Regions from separate parts of the Canis lupus genome. Here region 1 is linked to region 2. Evidence: chromatin contacts called from public Hi-C data. All regions are on one chromosome and are shown on one strand. Each heading gives the region's core, a stretch centred on a gene start, on an enhancer-like site or on the middle of the called end of the contact. The rest is flanking DNA. Distances are from core to core; before and after follow the strand shown. Region 1 holds the start of MEIS2 (homeobox protein Meis2). Region 2 has its middle 210 kb from the start of MEIS2.

What was found. A called contact is a pair of places that touch in the nucleus more often than the background predicts.
Region 1: a Hi-C map of amygdala shows a contact between it and region 2, with 10 times the contacts expected there. The contact joins the promoter of MEIS2 here to the enhancer-like site in region 2. A contact is called at or near these places in 2 of 9 Hi-C or Micro-C datasets (amygdala and skin fibroblasts).

The regions. Positions count from the first base shown.
Region 1 is chr30:4,906,534-4,910,995 of UU_Cfam_GSD_1.0, reverse strand. MEIS2 (homeobox protein Meis2) reads left to right here and starts at 2,291. Exons shown (of 12, transcript XM_038579994.1): 1 at 2,291-2,556; 2 at 3,783-4,015. The coding sequence starts at 2,545. LOC102154791 (a long non-coding RNA gene) reads right to left here and starts at 2,964. Exons shown (of 3, transcript XR_005381443.1): 1 at 2,582-2,964.
Region 2 is chr30:4,698,983-4,703,198 of UU_Cfam_GSD_1.0, reverse strand. No RefSeq gene overlaps it. Among named protein-coding and RNA genes, the nearest start is that of MEIS2, 210 kb to the left of the region's middle. Within about 2 kb of position 1,853, at least 4 of the 20 cell types and tissues checked have an H3K27ac peak or open chromatin away from gene starts, as enhancers often do.

The sequences.
Region 1 (4,462 bases), core at 1,042-3,541, 210 kb before region 2:
CAGTCTGTTTTCGATCCTCTGGGCCAGGGCCCGTGCGCCGGGCCAGAGCCGGGAGCTGGGCAGAGGGTGCGCCGGGAGCTCGCCGCGCCGGACCGCGGGGCGGGCTGGAGCCGGGGGGCGGCGGGGGCAGCTGCGCCGCGCGCGCCCGGGGACCGTGACTCCGCCCCCAGCTCGAGGCTCCGAGTGATTGACGCAAGGCCACCGGGAAACCCTCGGCGTCGAGGTGAGGCTGGGTGCAGCTCCAGCCAGGGATTGGGGGAGACGCCGGCCAGAACTACTTTCTTCGCAACCCCTGTGGGATATTTACCTTCCTCCTCCCTCACTCTCCTCCTTTCCCTTTTTGGAAAAGTTCCTTCGGAGTCTTCCCCAAGCGGCTGAATCGCCCAGGACCATTAACACAACCATTAGCTGCAGTTACGGCGCTCCGGCCCCTGCACCCCGGGCGACAGCAAAGCTGGGCAGGGAGTACGGGTCAGTTCTCCTCCTTGCAAGGCGTCTTATCCCTCTCCCTCCCTCCCTCTCCCGTGCTTCTAAGCTCTAAGGGAGCTCTACTTCGGAGGCGCACAGTAGTGGCGCGCGCGCGCGCACACACACACACACACACACACACACACTCCTCCCGGCGACTGCAGACAACATCAAACATCCACACGACTCCTCCCCACTTCCTCCCTCCCAATTCCACCGCGGCCCCCAGAGAGTCTCCAGGGTGGCCCTCGTCCACACCGCTGGGAGAGAGCGCTCTCTGATTTAAGCTTAGCTCTTCTCGTCCTGGAAAAAATAAATGTTGACAACAAGGGTGCTGGACGTGCACAGGGAAGAAAGTACCACTAAAAAAAAAAAAAAAAAGAAAAGAAAAGAAAAAGAAAGAAACCACCAAAACCAAAAACCCTCTAGCTCCGGAGTGAGACGGTGTGCAGAGCCTGCTGCCCCTGGATGTGAGCAGAAAGCCTTCAGGGACGCCGGAATCGCCTGGCAGAGGAGTGGGGGCCCGCGAAATTAAAAGGAACAAAAGCAAGAGCGCCATGCCAAACGTCCCCGACGCGACCCCATTAGGCTTGAGCCCGGTGTGATGGGAAAATGAACTAGAAGGAAGTTTGAAAAAAAAATTATATATATATATATATAAGATCTGAGGCGGTACCGTACTTTCCCTGTGGTTTTCTGCAGTTTTCCTCTCTGCGCTCTCCCTGGCCTCTTCATTCTCTCCCTCTTTCCTGGCTCGCGCGCGCACGCCCGCATGCGCGCGCTCCCGTTCACGCGCGCGCACACACACACACACACGCGCGCGCGCGCGCTCCTCTCCCTCCGGCTCCCCCCCCCCCCCCCCCCCCCCCCCCGGCCGTCCCCGCGGAGGAGCAGGCTCGCTGATTTGCTCGGGTCCGCCGGGCTCCTGCCTCCCCTCCCCCCGCCCCCCGGCCGGGGCCGTCCGATCGCACTCGCTGCACATCAGAGGCTCGGCGCGGCGCGCTCCTCCTCGCTCCCGCTCCCGCTCCCGCTCCCCACTCCCGGGATGTGTCTCCGCCGCACGACGGGCTATGGCCACCACGACTTCCGGGTTCCGTCATTTCGTTCTCCCGCCGCCGACCCGCGCCGCCAAACTGAGGCTCTTCTATAAGCCAGGCAGCAGCCAACCTGCCAACACCTACTGACACTCACTCATCTCCCAGAGAGAAAGAGAGCGCGAGAGAGCGAGCGCGAGAGAGCGAGCGCGAGTGAGAGCGAGCGAGCGAGAAAGAGAGAGAGGGAGAGACAAAATACCTACCAGGAAAGGGGGGGAGGAAGTCCAGTTTTTGCAAACTATTCGTTTTTTTTCTTGATTTTTCCCCTCTGCTTTCTTTGAACGATACTTTAAAGAGAGAGGATCACATTAGAGATACCGCGGGGGCCGAGCTAAAGGAGGGGGGGAGGGGGGAGGAAAAAATTCAAGAAGCAGAAACCCCTCGCGGAGTTTTACTGGAAGAAAAAAAACGGGTCTGAAAGATTCCTCCTCTTCATCATCATCAACCATCATTCATTCACTACCTTGACATTCCGGGCTTTGATTGACAGCTGGAGTGGCAAAAAGCCATGAAACACGACAGTTCGGTTACATGTGGGCTGCTGACGGGCCGCTCGTAACCTTCAGTTCGGGGGCTTGACAATTTTTTTTTTCTTCTTTTTCTTCTTTTTCTTTTCTTTCTTTTTTTTTTTTTTTTCAACTGAGGGGAAGAGAAGAGAAAGAGGGGGAAAGGAGGACCGAAAAGGAGGAGGAGGGGAGGGGGGAGGAGGAGGAGGTGGAGGAGGAGGAGGAGGAAGATCAGGAGGAGGAGGAAGAAGAGGAAAAAAGAGAAAAAGAAGAAATATCACAGAAAAAAAAAAAACTCTTCGTTGTCTTGCCTGGGCTTTTTTTCTCCCCCTAAAAAATAACATATTGGAGAATTGGGAGAAGTCTTTTTGGTTTGGAAAAAAAAAAAAAAGGAATCTTCAGCCTAGATCACTTTCTTATCCGGACTGGGATATTAAATATACGACACATCCAGGAGTTTATTGGAGCGCAGACTGATGGCGCAAAGGGTAGGTTTAAATCTCCAACACTTACCTAGATATAAATCCTCTCCTAAGAGGGGCCTGTCCCGATGCCTCCTCTCCCTTCAACGCTGCTGCTGCTCGCTGCTTGATGATGGCGGCCAGTATTTAAGAAAATAGCAGCAAAATTATTCATCGGCTTTTCCCCCCCGTGCCTCTGCGTGTGTGCGAGTGTGTGTGTGCGTGCGTGTGTGCGTGTCTGGGCGCGCGTGTTCCAGCGCTGTGCGAGCGGGCGGGCGGCGAGTGCGTGTGAGTGGTGTGTGTGTGCGTGTGCAATTGTTACACGCTTTCGCCTCGCTCCAGCTTTTACCCCAGCAGCGCGATTCCCCCGGTTCTCCTGCTGCCGCCGCTGCCGCTGCTGCGCCGCTGCCGCCGCTGCTCCCGCGGCTCGGGGCGGGCACGGGCTGCGTAGGAGCCGCCGCCGCCGCCGGGGCCGCCGCTGGGGCCGCGCTGCCGCAGCCGCTGCGCCGCCGCCTAGACTAGCCTGGGCTGCTTGTTTTGTCTCTGAAATTGACAAGGACGCAGGGAATCCGCTGCTAAATAATGTTTCTGGTAACTTTCACGTTATTCCCCCCTCCCCTCCGCTCCCTGCCCCCGGGGAGGCACTGGCCCCAGCCTTCCCTCGTCCTCGGCGTTCTCCGCCTGATTATTAGCGTTTTTCTCCTCTTTATTTTGTTTCATTTCGCCTTTTGATTTATTGGATCCTCGGGAGGAGGCGAAGGGGGGTTGGGGGTGGGATCCGGGGCTTCCTCCTCCGCTAACTCCACTTCTCCCTCGGTTGGCTCGCTCCGGTTCTGCTGCCTCCGGCCCGAGCGGGACCTCCCGGCGCCCCCTCCGCCCCTGGCCTCGCCGCTCCCCTCTCCCTCCTCTAAACGCTGCTCTCGGTTCAGACTTTTTCATTTTAAAATTTAAGAACATCCCCCGCCCCCCCGCCCCGCAACTTTCAACTCGTTGTTTCGGCTGGTTTGGTTTCTGTGTGTTCAACTCGTGCTCGATACTTTTCTCCTTTCTGACTTTGTTTTTATTTCTCCCTCCCTCCCTCCCTCCCTCCCTCTCTCCTGCCTGCCTGCCCCCTCTTCCCTTCCCCTTTCCCTTCCCACCCCCTCCCCATTCCTCTCCCACTTCTCTCCGGCTTCCTTCTCCCGGCTTCTCTTTCTGTTCCCGCTCGGCTCTCCCTCACCTCCCGCGCCCCCTCCCCTGGCCGGGCGCGACAGTACGATGAGCTGCCCCATTACGGCGGGATGGACGGAGTAGGGGTGCCTGCTTCCATGTACGGAGACCCTCACGCGCCGCGGCCGATCCCCCCGGTTCACCACCTGAACCACGGGCCGCCGCTCCACGCCACGCAGCACTACGGCGCGCACGCCCCGCACCCCAATGTCATGCCGGCCAGCATGGGATCCGCTGTCAACGACGCCTTGAAGCGGGACAAGGACGCGATCTATGGGTAAACCAACCCCCCTCCTCCCGACCCAGCGTGCCGTTTGTGAGTGCGAGTGTGTGTTCGTCTCTGTGGGAGTTGAGGGGATGGTCGACCGAGTGGGGAGTTATTTCTGCAGGGGAGGGGGGTGGGAACCGCTTGCCTTCCCTTCAGAAAGGACAGAGACGGGGGCCTGCTCTTCGTCGCCTAAGTGTAAGTCCCCGAAAGATGAGGCTTCCTCCGCCCCCACGACCCTGTCACTCCGGACCCCACCGCCCAGAGTGACTTGAGTCCTGAGAATTTTGCCAGGGCCTTCTCCCCAAGGACGGGATTCCTGGCCAAAGGACGCAGCACTGGTCCTTCCCGGCCCCCTAACAGAGGCCTTGACGAAGGAGAAAGTTTCCTACCGATAAGGAGCAACTTTGGGGTTTTGTTTTGGGTTTTGTTTTGTTTTGTTTTTGGCTTGTTTGTTTG
Region 2 (4,216 bases), core at 604-3,103:
TTTATTTCAGACACCTCCACATGCAGACACGCTAGTGGGAGGAGTTGGTGACTTAAACGTAAATTTTTTTTCTGAAACAGCAGCAGAACAGGCAATGTAATGCCGTTTTCAAAGAATCACACAACATTCCTAGAAATCTGTGTTATTGGCTTGCTGGTACTGCACAAACACTGCCTGATAAAGTGTGCAAAGTGAAAAAAAGTGTTAGGTATTTGCATGCCCCCTCAATTTTTAAAATAAAGATACTATCCTGGAATTTGGGAACACCTACATTTTGAATCCTGTGTGTAGAAGAGATAATATAAAACTAGCTCGGTGATGTCAGCTTGATAGGGAAATAGTTCACTAGCTCAGAAGTCCAAGTTTGTGTCTTACTTGGAGTGCTGCCATCTTCCCATTGCAGAAAACATTAATAGGAGTTGTAATATAAAGAAACAAGGAAATAAACTTCTATTGTTTTGTATTATTTTTAGTTAGGTAGATTTTTTTATATATATAAACACATTTATCACCTTAATGGATATGATGCTCTTTCAACGTAGAATTACCGCTTCTGACACAAACTGATTGTTAACGGAGAAATTCTGTGCCTCTTGGAAAAGAGCTTCCCTCTCACTCACCTTTGTTATCCCAGTGCACATGGAGTCTTTTTGCAAAATTTAAATATTTGTATATTTTTACTTTAAATGCTTTTAGGTAAAGTTCTCCATTTACAAATTAACTCACATCCACTCGGGGGAAAATGTTTGGAAAAGTTTTTCTTCCTTTCCTCTCCGTAAAGTACATGCTGCAGAGTTTACTTGTGTTTAGGAAGCTTTTGATGAAATCGCTTCATAATAATTTCATTTAAGTGGAGACCCCAAACCTCTCTATCCTTGGTTTTAATGACTAAAATCATCTCACGCACAGCTCCTTCAACAAATCATGTAAACCTTTAACCTTCTTAAATATTTGGAGATGAATAATAATTGTAATAAAATCTGTTTGCATTTTCTTGCCCCCCCCATATGGTAAGACCAAGAGGTAGTAGAGTTGTCCAATTTTTATAATGCTTTTTTTATACCACCTCAGAAGGCATTTGCTCCTATCTCGGGTTTACTATTTAGTATAAAGAGTTCCGATTTGGGTATATTTAAGAAAGACTCAGCTGTCAAAAGCAAAGAAACTGGGAATGGTGTTTTGACAACCATATAGTGTTAAAGGAAATACTGTAGTCTGAATAAAATTGCTTATGTTCTCCAAAACAAGAGTAACATAAAAACACTTTTTATTTATATGGAAAAGCAAAAGCAGAAATAAATTCCAAAGGTTTCCCTTTCTTTAAGAAATTCTGAGAGAACTGCAGTCGCCATCTGTTAAGGGTTGGGAATCGAGCAAGAAGCCACATTTAAACGGCAGAAGAAAAGACCAGGAAAGTCTGTGTCTTCCATCCACCCCTTCTCCCTCCCACCGCCCAGGTCAGCACTTCCCAGGTCCGCGCCCCGCAACCTCCGCAGCTCGCCCCAGTTAAGGCTGGCCCAGAAGAGTCGGTCGGGACCCCCGTGGCCTCCTCCCCCTCCCGCCCCCGAGGGCCTGTTAACCCGGAGCGGGTTTGGGAGGGGAAATGTGGCTAATATCTCCAGCAGCTGTCACAGGGCCCTTCCTTCAAAGGGGCTGGCCTGAGAGCCCCACAAGTTCCCCATTAGTCTTGCAGGCCAGCAATTTGATAAGGAGCCGGGACCTCTGCTGCAACATGCCACCGTGTTGAAGGGGCTGGGGTCTGGATGCGCCCAGGGGCCTGGCTTCGCAGGGGGGGCGGCGGGGCGTGCGCGGGCTCCCCTGCCTCTGCCCGCCGCCCCTTTGCAGGGTGTTGGAGGTGGGCCACCGGGCTTCAGGCTGCCGGGGTGGTGGGAGGGGCCCCTACAGCCGCGGTGGTCAGCTCGGGGGTCGCCCGGTCGGTCGTCGAGTCGCCTCCGTGGGCCGGGCCGGGAGGAGGCCGCCGAGCGCCGGGAGGGGGGACGCAGGTCTGATGGGGGCGGCCGGTCAGACGGTGATGAGAACGGAGACCGTCGGGGCAGTGTTTGAAGGGAGGTTTTAATATTAATAGTTTCGGTGTAGAGACAGAAGGGAGATTGCGTCTGCGGCTCCTCGGGGCAGACTCGGGGTGACAGCGATGATGGATGATCCAGCGAGCCCAACAGCTCCTCCCCTCCAGCCCCAACAGTGTCAAAGCTACTTCAGTTGAAGCTTTAGAAATAAAATAAATAAACAGCATCGGCCCCCCCCCTGCCTCCTCATACACCTCCACCCCACCCCCCACCCCATCCCGGCATCGATTTATAGATCATTATGAATCAATTACTGCTCTCAATACTTTCCCATTGGCTTAAATAAAACAGCCAAAAGATGAAAACGTGGGGGTTCGGTGAGGATTTTTTTCCCCCCATAGGTAGGAACAATCGCAAAATCCTTTATCTCATAATCAGAGGCACCGAGTTGGGAAGTGTGGAGAAAGGAAGGGGTCGCCCGGTAAATAACTGGCGGGGGGGGGGGGGTGCTAAGGAGGGGGTGTCACCCAGCTGCTGCCTTTGTTCAGAGGGGTTTGGGTTGGTGTTTGGGTTGTTCTGTTGGTATTTCTTGAGAGGGGGACCCCCGCGTGAGAATGAGATGCCCACAGGTTTTGTGACCTAATTATTTAACTCCTTTGGAGAAACCTAGCGGGTGTGCGTCTCGGCAAACATCAGATGGTGTTGGTGGTGAGGGCGCACATGGGAAAAGGTGTGGAGGAATGGGTCCGTCTGGAGGGCGGCTTTGCACTTTGTTGTGAGCCACCGTGGGAGGCTCTGCCGCCGGGAAGGGGGGTCTCCCACCCGCAACGCCCTCCTCGCTCTGCCCGCGCGATGCGCCGTTTTTGTGTCGCTGGAACCGGTTTGGAGCTGGGACTGGCCGCCCCCAGTCGCCCCCACCCCCGCCTCGGCCCCCGAGGCTTTTCTTCCCTCCCCTGCCCCTCGGCGGCGGCGCTCGGGGTTCTCTAGGTGTTTCTATGACTACATTGTGTGTGTGGGAGGGTCAGATGTGGGGGTTGCCCGCGAGAGGGCCGTTCCTGGGCGATCATTTATCAATGTCACCCACATAATGATTCTCTCTGCAGCCTCCTATTGATGAGGATAATTACATTAGCTCAGAGTGACTGATCAATGAAAAACCACCACACAAAAACTTCTTTACTCCTCTATAATACCAAAAACCGATACAGAAATAACATAGAAAGCCTGATTTTCTTTCCCTTTACTATCCACCAATAGATGCTGCCCCTCCTCCCCCCCAAAAGGACTGGGAGTAAAGTAAGAAAATAGACCCAGGTTTGTTTCGTTTAAAGGAGGATGCAATTTTTTGCCCGTGAATGCATTTTCTCAAAATGCTTTGGCTTCATTCCCCCTTTGGTAGAGAATATCAACGGATTTGCTAATGTGAGTTGCTTTTAGATTGGCCTGTGGTTTTCCGTTCTTTTTATTTCTTTCCTCCCCTTTAGACATTTTTTTCTACTTCAAAAAAAAAAAGAATTATAAATAACTGGAAAAGGAAATTACCCTAGGTCCTCTCTCTCTCTTCTTCTTCTTCTTCTTCCTTTTTTTCTTTTTCTTTTCTTTTTTTTTTTTTTTTTTTGTTGTTGTTGTTTAGCCTTTATTTAAGTCTGGTTTTCTTTTGTCTTTATCACTTCATAAAGTAGCGCAATTAAAGATGTGATGTTGCCTGGGTACAAAGGCTGGATCTATAATACGGCGACATAATACGCCGTATTCTCGCCTGAAAGTTTGCAGCTAAATTACGATTTCGCCTTTTCTAGACTTCAAAAAATCAATATTTTCTCAATTAAAGAGAATTTTAATGCTTTACTTGCGAGTTGTTAAAGGCGTTATAAATTTTATTGTGATGCTTCTTGGCTTCGGAGTAGATGCAGGAGACCGGTTGATTCTCGTGGTCTTTTTCCTCTCAGAGAACCTAGTCCAGAAACGTCCAGGGTGTCAGATCAAATCCAAGCAACAAAGGTAAGGAGTGTGCCGCGCAGCGAAGGGTGGGGAGCCCCCCGGGGAGCCCTCCAGCGCCAGAGCCCATTGTCTTGGATATTTTCACCTCTCTGTCCCGCCTCCCGAAAGTGACAGAAGTGTCCATTTTACTCTCATCTTTCCCAAAGAGGAGCCGTAGGACTCCCATCTGCTCTGTGATGGCCAGAAAG